2 separate regions of the Sus scrofa genome follow, and region 1 is linked to region 2. The links are chromatin contacts, called in public HiChIP or PLAC-seq maps. All regions are on one chromosome and are shown on one strand. Each heading gives the region's core, a stretch centred on a gene start, on an enhancer-like site or on the middle of the called end of the contact. The rest is flanking DNA. Distances are from core to core; before and after follow the strand shown.

Region 1 (6,589 bases), core at 3,389-5,888, 230 kb before region 2:
TGAGACCCTAGGCCCTCAATGTCCCCACCCACCTAAGGCGGGGGGCTGTCTCTGAAATCCCATACAGCTCCATGTTCTGCTGCTCTTCTGAGCTGGGGACTCAGGGGATAGAACCTTCACAAATCTTGAGAGAGTATAAATCAGAATCTCCTAGTCTCCTCTCACGCGTTTAAGTCTTACAATTTTTCTGGTTTGGCAAAAATGTGTGTCGGACTCCTACCTGTAGCACAGAGGGCCAAAAAGGTCTGGGCGTGCTTTTTGACCAAGGCCTGTCGGTCACGGGGCAGAGCGAGCCGGTGGAGAATCAGAGCCAGGAAATCATGGGCAATCACAGCGGCCAGGTCCCACTTGAGCTTCCCCAGGACCAGCACCTCCCAATCCTGGAGGTTGAGGAAGAGGGTGGAGTTAGTGGCTAAAGGGAAGGGGCGGGAGTAAAGAGGAAGTCTCCTGGGGAAGGAAGCCCATCACACTTGAAGGTCAGGACCCCAGTTCTGCTTCTGAGTTTAGGGACTGGCACTGGAGGGGAGTGGGGCGCCCAGGGCAGGACAGAGCTGGGGACACTTGCTTTGAGCACGTATTGATCACTTTCTAGGTGCCAAAATGACGTGCTGTACGTGAATCGTCTCTTTTAATCCTGCTAGGTTAATCTTTGGGGGCCAATAATCCAGGCCTTCTCCTGACTTCCTGCAGAGCTCTGAGTACTTCTCTAAGCCAGGGTTGAAAGACAAGACTGCAGCAGACACCACCAGCATCACCATGAACTTGAGGCTCCTCTGGTGTGAAGCAGAAAGACTCCGTGATCCCAAGGACTTGTGAAAGGGGAGCTCACCACTAGCCTCTCCCACCACAGAGCCTCCCAATCAAGTCCACACCTCTTGAAGAAACTGGGGTGAGCATGAGGCCACACCTCCTGTGACACAGCCCGTGAGCCAACCCTGAGGTTCCTCAAAGTGGAGGTTGCCCAACCCAACCCACATCCCCTTGGTGGGACATGGGGTGGGGGGGGCAGGGGGGATTGAGGTAGAGCACCCCACTCCACCCCTTTGGCTGGAACCCATGGCCGCTAGAAGCACTGGAGTCTCAGGAAGAGAAGTGGAGGCCAAGCCAGACAGGATGGATCCAGATGATCCCTGAGGAGGCAAACCTCCTCTCCATCTGCCCTGGCTGCTGCACCACTGCTAGGTCCTGGAAGGAGGCTGGGGGCCCCACCCCAATCCACTTGTCTGGGGTCCCCAGCCCTGGCCCCATTTCTGAGTTGCACACATGAGGATTTCTTCACTGCTCCGTCTCAGGAAGGAACTCATGGGTTTGACCCCTCACTAAGGTAGAAAGGGTGACCCCACCCAACCTCTTCGAGGCCCCCAGTCACACACAGCTCTCCGTCTCCGGGCCCCGCCTAGGTGTCATCCTCTTAAATGTCTCACAGTGCCCCACAGAAAACAGCCTGGCCTGGGGCCAGGAGAAGCAGGGCAGAGAAGCTAGCGTCCCACTCCTGGTCCTTGTCCCAGCGGTCAAACTCAAGCTCCTAACTCGAAGCAAACAAGGAAACATCTGGAAGGCAACTAGGAGAGGGGCTTTCCCTGTGGAGAGGCCTAGGGCCCTGCATGAGGGAGGGTGGCCACCTAAGCCTGTATCCAGGCAACCCCTGAATCTCAGCCCAAGCTCAGAAGAGAACACATGCCTGGCAGCTTCCATGACCTCTTAGGCTACCGGAGGCCACCTGAGCTAGCTAGCACCCCCAAAGCCTGCTCCTCTGCCCCAGGGCAATGCTGAGGTAGGACCCTTCTCTCCTCTGGGTCCCAGCCTCTGTGGCACAAGGATTTGGACTGACTGGAGCTCTCAGGGCCCCCCGGGTGGGGGGGGGGCTTCCAACTCTAACCTTCTAGGGAGTCACCGGCTCACTCCACCCCCAGCCCAGGCACGGGAGTGGGGGTCGAGGACTTTCTGTCTATTCTGAAAAACTTCCCTCACCTAAGGCACCCACATCACCCCAATCTTTCCACAAAAAGGAAGTCCCCTTCTACCTTCTTAGCCCCAACCCCTCCAAAAACAGTCTGCTTACTAGTCCTGGAAACCAGCTCCACCTTCAGACTTGCCGACAACTACCAGATTCATCACCAAGAGCTGTGGGGCCTCCCAGATTCCCAACTCCGGCCTCCTACTCCCATCTCTGAGAGCTATTTGGCAGGAAGAGGAATCCTGCTCCTCGACAAGCAGCACTCGGGGGCCCCAGTACCCTGGCTTCCCAGCCAGCCAATCACAGCAGCCGGCACGCTGCCCTCCTCCCCGGGAGATGGGGCCCCAGGACTCCTGCTCTGACCAGGCGGCTGCAGAGCAAGGTGGAGGAAGGTGCCGGCTCAGCCCTCTCCCCCAGACCCCCAAGCATGATCTGCAGGCCCTCAGCAACCTCCTCTCCCAGCTCAGTGGGGAAGGAGAGCCCATCACTCCTCTGTCTCGGAAGCACCCAGCCTGAGTTCCCAGCAAGAGGCCCAGGGAGCCACTTCCCAAACCACAGGAGTGACAGCAGCTCCCCACAGGGTTATGAAAGACCTTGGGCAGAGTGGGTGGGCCTGGGGAGAGGCCATCATTATCACATCGGAAGCAGCTGCAGCTCAGCCCCCCTGTCTGTCCCTCAGCTCTGGCCTTTGGCTAAGGGGGAAAGGGAGAGATGATTCCACCAGGCCAGGAGCAGCTGCTCAGGTTTTTCAGAGAGAGGCTAGGAAGGGAGGATTCGGAAGGAGCGGTCTCCCTGGGGAGAGAAGAGGAAGGAGAGAAGAAGGTGGGACCAAACGCCACGGCCCTGCCTCAGAGCCACCAACGCCTGGCTTTAATCTGCTCTGGGAGGCTTTTCCATCACAAAGTCCACACACTGGGATAAAGACTCAACCGAGCCCCCCTCCCCCACACGAAGCACATTCCACTCCCCGACTCCAGTGGGGGTGCGCAGGCACGTCCTGCTGCTGCCAATAAATAACTCACGGTGGCTGTGTAAACCCAGAGGCAAAGTACTAGTGAGTGTAGACATGCAGTTTGACTTGTTGCTATCTGGAGGAAAGACCAGGAAGGAGTGGCACCCCCTGGAGGCCAGGAGAAGGGGATTTAGTTCCTGCCGGCAGCGCAGGCCTGGGAGCGCGTGGGGGGGGGGAACGGGGGGGGGCGGCTACGACCTGGGCGGGGGCTACGCTGACCATCACACCACACGGCCCCATCCTTTGTCCAAAAAAAATTTAAAAAGCCTCTGCTACCCTGTGCAAGGGCAGAAAGCCGCCCGAGGTCTTAGCTTTCCTTTTTCTGGTGAGTGAGGAGGCAGGAGATGTTGGGGGGCGGGGGGAGTTGTGCACGCACCCGCAGCTGGCGGGGAGAGACAGAGTGGTCCGTGTAGATGCACAGTTTTTCGATGGTCAGGGGCGTAGTCTCGCGCAGCTTGGAGGCCAGCAGCATGCAGACCGCACCCAGGAGCTGCAACTGCGCCTTGCGGGTGGGGACGCAGGACAGGTAGCGATCCAGGTAGTTCATGGCCAGGGGGAAGACTTCCTCCTCACAGCGCTGCTCCTCACACACCTGGGGGAGGGCGCACGGTCATTTCTGGGACAGAGGCAGAGGAGACGCAGCAGCACTAAAGGTTGGGGGGGGGGGCTGAAAGGGATTGGGACGGGGAGCAAGAAATGGCAGGGGGTAGGTGTCCTTACAGTGACAGGGACTAAAACGCAGGATGCGCCTTCCCCAAGGTGACGCCCCCCCCACTTCCTCGACGTTGCCTCCACCCCCACACCCGGGGCTGGGGAGAGGGGGGCTGTAAGCCAGAGGCTCCCTTAAGGATTCCAAACTGAGTCTGCCCTCCCCCATACCGAGGGCGATGGGGGACGGACGAGTCACCCACTGTAGCCAGAGAACTGGGACCTTACCCCCATTACCGCCACCCACTGCACACACCCAAAGGGAAGGGAGGAGACTCCAGCCGCGGCCTCCCGCACTTTTCATTTCCCTGACGGCCGGAACAGCGCGCGCCACCCCCACCGCCTTCCCCGCCAGAACCCCGCGACACACACAGGAACCGGCTCTGCGGCGGGGGCGGCTGAGCCCAAGGTTTTCCAGCCGCGCTCTCCAGAGAGGGCCGGGCAGGGGAGCAAGGCAGGAGACGCTGGGAGAAGCCGGAGGGGAGAGGGTGGCCCTTGTCCCGCTTTCCCGGCCCAAGAGAGGGTTAGTTAGGGTGCCAAACGACTGGCAGTCAAAGCCAGGGTTGGAGAAGAGAAAGAAAGGACCACCTGGGAGGCAGCCGGCTAGGGTGCGCGAGCGCAAGGCCAGGCCCCGGGGATGTGCGCCACAGAAACATCTTGATGATTGTTGTTGGGACCAGGATGTCCCGACAGGGCGGCCCCGGGATGTCCGGAGCTGGGGGACGCAAGGGTGGCGGGGGAGGGGAGACCAGTCCGGGCGGTACCTCCAGCATCCAGTACGCCAGCATCTTCCGCATGTGCGGCTTGATCTCCCTCTGCACACATTGGAAGTAGGAGGCGCGGGGCACATAGCGCTCCTCCAGGCGGAGCAGGCTCTGCAGGACCCGCTGGTCCCCCAGCAGCCGCGGGTCCGGCCCGGCCCGGGGCGCGTGCCGGGTGCCCTCGCAGCACAGCAGCTCCATACTCGGGCAGCGCACGGGCAGGGCGGGAGTGCGGGCTGGCGAGCCAGAACGCAAGGCGGCGGGCCGGAGAGCGCGGGGCGCGGGACTGGTGCTGGCGCTGGCACTCCGCGTTGGAGCCTCAGCCCGCCCCCGCCGCCGCGCGCCGCTTCCCTGACAGGCGCCCCGCCCCTCGCGACCGAGTAGCAACCGTGGAATGCTCGGACGTCGCGACGTCCCAAGGGGCGGGGCCTCCGGCGCCCAGACGGAAAGGGCGGGCGGGCGCTCCCCCCCACCCCGCCCCCGGGCGGCCGTATTGGTCCGCCGGGCGCGGGCCGGCCGGCTTCCGGGCGCTCCGAGCCTTCTGACCACCCGGTGCAGAGAGGTACTTTGGAGGTGGGGCTCTTCCCCACCTACAAGCCCTCCCGTTTGGCTGCTCAGACTCCAGTTGCCCAGGAAGAACTTTTCTCCAAAGGTTATTCATTCATTCAGTCAGTCATCAAACCCGACTTCACCCGCTGCTTGCTTTAGGGAATATGAATAATAATAAAGTAGCTAGTTCTTAAAAAAATAAAAAAAAGCTAGTTCTAGGTGAAGACTGTTGTAAGCACTTTTGATTCTTCATGAAAAAAGCTATGAATTAGGTCTTGTATTGGTTTTGAAATTGAGGAAACCGAAACACGGTAAATACAGTCTTAGTCTGAGCTATAGGATTGGGAAGCTGACAGTCTGACTCCAGAACCTGTGCTCTGCACCATTCCCTGCAGGATCAAAATCTGCATTTCAACAAGATCCCTGGTGATTCCTGTGCATATTAAAGTGCTAGAAGAGCTAGTCTAAATCCGCACATTTCAGAAATACAACGGGGCGGAAAGACCGTGGATTCAAGGCCTCACCTCTTCAAGTTGGCTGTGTGGCCTTGGAAAAACCCTGAAGTCCGCCTTAGTTTCTGTCTGAGGAAAACATGGGTGGGGAAACTAGATCCTTTTTGGAAGAGTTTCTTTAATTTTTGTTTTTCTTTTTATTTTTTAGGACCGCACCCAGAGCACATGGAGGTTCCCAGGCTAGGGGTCGAATCGGAGCTACAGCTGTCGGCCTACGCCAGAGCCACAGCAACACCAGATCCAAGCCTCATCTTCGACCTACACCACAGCTCACAGCAACGCCAGGTCCTTAACCCACTGATTGAGGCCAGGGATCGAACCCAAAACCTCATGGTTCCTAATCAGATTGGTTTCCACTGCACCACCACAGGAACTCCTCTGGTAATGCTCTAAATAGGAGGAGGCCATGGGGATCCCTGCCTCTCCTGGGGTCCTCCAAGTAGAGGAAACCCTAAGGAAGAGAGTTACCAGAGAGATGAGAGCCTATAGAAGAGGCAAGCTCTATGTTAAGGATTTTCTCTATCAGTTCTTTTTAAGATAATAAAGCTTTCCTCATTTACATATCATGGAAATAGTCATCAGCAATGTAGAAAACACAGATAAGCCACACAAAAAAAGAAATAATAATTGGAGTTCCCGTTTTGGCTCAGAGGGTTACAAACCCTAATAATTATCCATGAGGATACAGTTTTGATCCTTGGCCTCACTCGGTGGGTTAAGGATCTGGTGTGGCTGTGGCTATGGTGTAACCTGTCAGCTGTAGCTCTGATTCAACTGCCAGCCCAGGAACTTCCATATGCCGCAGGTGTGGCCATAAAAAGCAAAAAAGGAAAACAAAAAAGGATAATAATAATTACGTGCACTTTCGCCATCCAGATAACCTTTTAAATGTCAATGTTTATTTTTCTAAAACTGAGCTATAGATATATTTTTAAATGAGATCATTGCAAACTTTTGTAAGCTCTTTTTTTCACTAACAGATATACTCACAGCACTTTTGCCATGTCACTAAATATTCACATTATTTTTAATGACTACATAGTATGCCATTGGGTGAATGTGTCGTATTCTATTTTACCAAATCTATATT
Region 2 (6,586 bases), core at 2,204-4,703:
TACGGAGGGAACCAGCATCCTCATGGATACTAGTTGGGTTCGTTTCTACTGAGCCATAATGGGAACTCTGAAACTATCTTTTAAAGCTCAGGAATAAGAACTTAAAAAAAAAAAAAAATCCTCACATTAAAAGAACAGCTATGAGCTAAATGTGCAGACATGAAGGAAAAAAAGTGTGACTTCATTTGCCCATTATTTTTTACAGATTAAATGTTTTTCAATATAATACTTATTTACATATTTTTAAGCATTAAAATTGTCTTTATAATTTAGTTTATGACTCAGAGTTGGGAGATTTTTTTTTTTCATTTTCTAACGCTTTATTGAAGTATAATTGGCTTACAATTTTGTGACAGTTTCTGCTGTACAAGTGACTCAGCTACACATGTACACACATCCACTCTCCTTCAGATCCTTTCCCATAGGTCATCACAGAATACTGGGCAGAGTTCCCTACACTACACAGCAAGTCCCTGCTGGCCAGTCAAAGAGTCGGAAAGATTTTGAAATCAAATCTATGGTTACCAAAGGGGAAACATGGAGAAGAGGGATGAATTAGAAGTTTTGGATTAATATATACACCCTACCATATGTTAAATAATCATCAAGGACCTACGGTAGAGCACAGGGAAATCATTCTTTAAAAAAAACTTTAAAAAAGAGTTGGAATAAGAATTTGAAGGTATCCTTCCTTTTGAAGATTTCCCAGCATATGCATGTCTTGGTTTGGCTGGGATAACTAGGTTATAAATAAATTGAGACACATACCAGAATTTACACTCATGTTTTATCACTGCTGTTCCTCATAGTGCAACAATCCAGCCTTTCTAAATCTTTTATTGTCAGCTCCCCCTGGTGGAACAAAACCTATAGTTGTAGGAAACCTATAGTTCCATATATTACTTGTAATTTGCCACTGAGATTTAAAAGTGTAACCTGAGGAGTTCCCTTCGTGGCTCAGCAGTTAACGAACCCAACTAGGATCCATGAGGATGTGGGTTCAATCTCTGGCTTTGCTCAGTGGGCTAAGGATCCAGCGTTGCCGTGAGCTGTGGTGTATGTAGGACGCAGACGTGGCACTGATTCAACCCCTAGCCTGGGAACCTCCATATGCCATGAGTGCAGTCCTAAAAGGCAAAAAAATAAAATAAAAATAAAAGTGTAAACTGGAAAAGCTCAATAGGATCCTTTTCCTCCTTTCTTTCTCTCTTTTTCTTTCTTTCTTTTTTGGCTGCGCCTACAGCATGTGCAATTCCCTCACCAGGGATCCAACCCACGCCACGGTAGTAACCCAGGCTGCTGCAGTGAAAACACCAGATTCTTAACCCACTGTGTCACAAAAGCTCTCCCAGAATCCTTAAATATACTTTGAGGATGAGAATAACAGTTTACTACAAATGAAACTTAAAACAGCTGAGGGTCACCTAAGTATGTTTTTAAAAGTCTATTCTTAGCTTATTGTCCTTCCTCTCTTCTTTACTTGAGATGGACGCAAATTGAAACTTTCACAATCGCCCCTGGATCAAGGGGGAAAAATAAAGAAAGGAATTCAAACACAATACAAGGCAGTAAAAGAAAACTCCTTTCCCACATTTATGCCAGTGGCCACCCCAATAATCCGGTTCTGCAGAAGGACCTCAGGTCTAAGGAATACAACACTTCCCAGGCATCTTCTCCGGGTATAAACCCCTGCTTTAAAAAGTTGAAGCCTAATGTGCTGTTCAACCTACAAATGAATCTTAGGAAGTTCTTAAGTTTTCTTTCTTTTTTGTCTTTCTAGGGCCGAACCTAAGGCATATGGAATTTTCCAGGCTGGGGGTCGAATGGGAGCTGTAACTGCCAGCCTACCTCACAGCCACAGCAACGCCAGATCCGAGCTGTGTCAGGATCTACACCACAGCTCACGGCAACACTGAAGCCTTAACCTACTGTGCAGGGTCAGGGATCAAACCCACGTCCTCATGGATACTAATCGGGTTTGTTACAGCTAAGCCACAACAGGGACTCCCTCCTTTTTTTTTTTTTTTGAAGGCGTAAGCTGTAGTCTGGTAACTGTGTCTTAAAAATAGCTCAAAATTTCAATCTCTAACACCACCTGCCTTTTCTTAAAAACACTGGTTCTTAAATTCTGGTCCGAGGACATTTTCACTGTGGGCTGGAGAGATTAAACTTACTTCCATAATAATAGTAAGACGTTATTTGCAACTTTGCCATTCTGTCACCAGTGTGCAGTGAAGTTTTCCAGACACTGTGGTATAGCAACAGACTGCAGAAGCTGCTGTGAAACCCCAGCTGTCTTCTATTAAGCCAAAATCAGAGATGTGCAAAAACATCTCTTCTCACTAAATTTGTTTCGGAAAATCTAGTTGTACCCCATACAAAGATTAATTACGTTAACATGTAATGAGTTTATTAGTGTTATTTTAATTTTTTACTTTTCTTTTTAGGGCTGCAGGTGCAGCATACGGAAATTCCCAGGCTAGGGATTGAATGGGAGCTGCAGCTGAGGGCCTACACCACAGCCACAGCAAAGCGGGATCCGAGCCCCGTCTGCGACCTACACTGCAGCTCATGGTAACGCTGGATCCTTAACCCACTGAGCGAAGCCAGGAATCCAACCCGCGTCCTCATGGATGCTAGTAGGGTTCCATACTGCTGCGCCACAATGGGAACTCCCAGCGCTATTTTTAAAGGAAAACGCATTTTAAAGATTCTTGGTTGTAATTTCCAGTAAGCTAAACATTCACAGCTAAAACCCACAAAAATAAAAGCTCTCTGGAGTCCTCAACCATTTTTAGAGTGTAAAGGGGTGCTAAGGCTAACTTGAGAACTGATGCTAAAGGTTTTGTTTCTTTCTCCAAAGAACCGAGCAGAGGTTATCCAACCAACTCCTCTGACTTCAGCGACTCTCATCTAAGTCTCAGAAACCCGGCTATCAGCAAGGTATCTCAGTCTGGTTCCGCGGGAAGCGTCAAAGGTCTCATGCCACCTCATTTCAGAGAGATGAAACTTCCTGCCTGTTCTGAGCCTCGGTTTATTTCGCAAATGTGAAAGGCCGGGTCTGGAACTTTCGCTGTCCTATATTCTTTACAGCTTTGACACTCTGATTCTTCCTGTTGCCCTGACTCATTACGTTTTATCCTATGAAAAGAAACTCGACAAAACATCAGCCCTTTTCTCGCTCCTTCCCTGCAAACAACGGGCTGAGATAAGGAATAAATATCGCGGAGGGCTCCAGATTGGCAGAACGACACGCGACGGCCAGACATAGAGGCAACTGTATCCGTAAGTCCGCCTAATACCCTCAGCGCGCCCGGTACCTGCCAGAGACGCCGGGCCAGCGCCCCAAACGCCGTTCGCGCCGCCATCTTGCCGCCCCAGCTTCCCGGGATCGCTTCCGGGGTCACAGAGCCATCCTCTGACCATAGAGTTCCGCAAAAGGAAAGAGTGTATCCCTGTGTTCCGGCTCAGGAACAACCATAGAGACGTGATCCTACGCTCTCTGAGGGTGGGACTGTGAATACAGCCAGCTTCCTTCCGGTCGCAGCCGGGCCGGTAAAGCTTCAGCTGGTACCTGGAGGGATACTGAATTCCGCCAGCGTTTCCCTCTTCAAATTACGGTTCCTGTTTTGTTGGAGGCAAACATAACAAATACATGCTTGGAAAAAAAGTATATATTGATGTCATGTCAGCTGATATATTGACAATGTTATCTCTGAGTTAGTGGATTAATGGTTGATTTATTTTCCCGTTATGACGCAGCGAAGCGCTTGTGTACCCGTGGCCCGCAGAAAGCCAAAGTGACAGCGGGAGTTCGCTCCAAAGTAAGGATTTATTGCAGGGCGCCAAGCAAGGGAGTGGGAGACAAGCCTTAGATGTACTCCAACTTGGTCTTTGAGTTAGGTGGGTTTTGTTTTGTTTTGTTTTAAGAGGAAGAGCAAAACAGCTGGGATTAGTCATTGTCTTGTGACATTTCTGAATTGTAGAGTCAAGAGTCATGATGTCACTGGTTTAACGATTCCCTGGCCAGGTGGTCCAAAGCTCCTGGTCTCTTAGCTCATTTTGCCCTGGAGGAACGACCTGAGGTTGTACTTAAGTGATGATGTCTGTAATAGCCATAGTCTTGGCAGGTTATCCAGGGGCCCTTCCGGAACCGGATTACGTCTTTCAATTGTGACATTCACAATTGGCTGGTCTCTCTTAGCCAGAGGAGTTTTCCCATAGCTCTGCAACTCTATTGCGGCTTCTTCCAGGGCTCTTCAGCCCGTCTCTGCCTTGAGTAGCTTCAGCTGGGTGACAGTTCTGCAGCTGTCAATGATGGTGACATTACAGCTTGAGAACAATCTTACGTGTGTTATCTAATCTGATCCTCACAAGAATACATACATTTTATCCTAATTTAAAAGGTGAAAAAACCGAAGCCCAGAGTGAAATGACTCAAAGTCATTATGATGAGTTAGTTACAGCTGAACCAATGACCATCATCAAAAATCCTAGTTCCGGAGTTACCATTGTGGCTCAGCAGAAACGAATTGAGCATCCATGAAGATGCAGGTTCGATCCCCGGCCTCGCTCAGTGGGTTAAGGATCCAGCGTTGCCATAAGTTGTGGTGTAGGTCGAAGACACAGCTCGGATCCCACGTTGCTGTGGCTGTGGTGCAGGCCAGCAGCTGTAGCTTCGATTAGACCTCTAGCCTGGGAACCTTCATATGCTGAGTTCGGCCCTAAAAAGAAAGAAAAAAATCCTAGTTCAGTGCCCTTTGCACCCCTCCAGCTGACCTCAGTAAGCTCCAGTCTCTTAAGTCTCTTTTGGATGTGAGGACTAGAGATTCCCCACGTCCCCACTTCCTGCAAGAAAAGGAGTTATTTTATTTATTTATTTTTTTTAACATGTATGTGGCCTGAACTGCTCCTGTAACTGGAAAAGTGGGCTCGGAGCAGCTTTAGGGACTGGATGTCCTCTCCATCCCTAAGGCCAAACATGGTCTCTTTATTGATGGGATTTCTCTGTTTACAGTTTCTGCTCCCTCAGAATTCTGCCTTGCCTGTGGTCACTGCTTGCTGCTTTTGGCTCACCAGCTTTTTCCATTCATGCTCTGAAGTGTGGGAATTGGGTATAGTCCCTTCGTTTTCTTTTCTTTTCTTTCTTTCTTTCTTTTTTTTTTTTTTTTGTCTTTTTAGGGCATATGGAGGTTTCCAAGCTAGGGATCTAATCAGAGCTGTAGCTGCTAGCCTCAATGCCAGATCCGAGCTGCATCTGCAACCTACACCACAGCTCACGGCAACACCAGATCCTTAACCCACTGAGTGAGGCCAGGGATTGAAGCCGAAACCTCATGGTTCCTAGTCGGATTCGTTTCCGCTGAACCGTGGCCGGAACTCCCTAGTCCCCTTATTTTTCAGGCCTAAACCATGTCCCGTGTCACCAAACCAACTATGGACCTAATAGCTTGGGGTCCAGTTAGTTGGCAGCAAGGTGGGAGTCATTGTGAGGAGCAACCCCAGGTTTTGCCAACAGTGGGGCTGTGGACAGGGCCCTTTGGTATGATGTATGGGCATGGACAGTGGGTTTTTGTTTGTTTTTGTTTGGACATGTAAAACTTCTTAGTTTATTAGTATGGAAAGCGTTTTGAAGCCTGGCCAGTCCATTATGGATCTCTTCCCTATGACCTAAACTTTCAAACCTGACCTAATGTAAATGAGCAGATCAAATGATTCTAGAGAGTTGATGCAAGTCCATCTTGCTGTAGATCCAGGAAAAATAAGTGTATACATCAACTATTTCTAAGTTGAATCATATTTTGATTGCACCAGTTGTTGTTGTAAAAGACGCCTTTTCTCCTCGATCATGATGGTTTTGTGGTTACACACTTGTCTCCAAATGCATCAAGTTGTATTAAAAAATATGCATAGCATTTTATGTGTCTATCTTAAAAAAGTGGTTAAAAAAAAAAAAGAGATGGCAAGACTGCCAAAAATAAAATTACACAAGCAGAGGAAGTAATGATCCCAAACAGCCCAGAAGGAGATCTGTGTTATATGTAAGGAATGTGTGTTGGAATGTGAAGCAAACATGTATACTTGGCCTTTCCAGCTCAAACAGAAAAGTTAAACACTTCCCTTGGGGGTGGGGGGTGGGGGGCAGCCCTTTTCAAAAGATTCTCTTGTAAGGAAATTAATCAACCCTTTGGCCCTTTTATACAGAGGTATCCAGAGATCAGTATAGTTCGCTTAGGAATATATTATTCAATTTCTTAACATGCCTCCCTAATTATGTTTTGCTTATGTTAACATTAAAACTCATCTTCATTCCACAGCTGGCTAACTATGGCTGAGGAAATTAGACGAGGAGTCTGTGGAATTCAGAATTGACTTTAGGTAAACTCAAAAGAGGTTTTATTTACACACACACACACACACACACACATGGATAAGCATACCTGGAACGTTAGAGAGATGATTAGTTAACTTAACAAATAGTTGCCGAGCATCTATTGTAAATTGCAGTTCAGAATAGCAGTAATGCATAACGTTTGCTTTATTCCAAACCTTTGCTTTATTCTTTGCTTTGCTTCCAGTGGGGGAA

What was found. HiChIP or PLAC-seq counts read pairs in DNA pulled down with a chosen protein or histone mark.
Region 1: an H3K27ac HiChIP or PLAC-seq map of alveolar macrophages shows a contact between it and region 2. The contact joins the promoter of CCND3 here to the promoter of MRPS10 in region 2. A contact is called at or near these places in 2 of 5 promoter capture datasets (fetal liver and liver) and 1 of 2 datasets of contacts at active chromatin or transcription factors (alveolar macrophages).

Annotation. Positions count from the first base shown.
Region 1 is chr7:37,090,174-37,096,762 of Sscrofa11.1, forward strand. It overlaps CCND3 (cyclin D3), which reads right to left and starts at 4,639. Exons shown (of 5, transcript NM_001078678.1): 1 at 4,442-4,639; 2 at 3,346-3,561; 3 at 221-380. The coding sequence starts at 4,639.
Region 2 is chr7:37,325,793-37,332,378 of Sscrofa11.1, forward strand. MRPS10 (28S ribosomal protein S10, mitochondrial) reads right to left here and starts at 3,454. Exons shown (of 7, transcript XM_005665997.3): 1 at 3,321-3,454. The coding sequence starts at 3,368.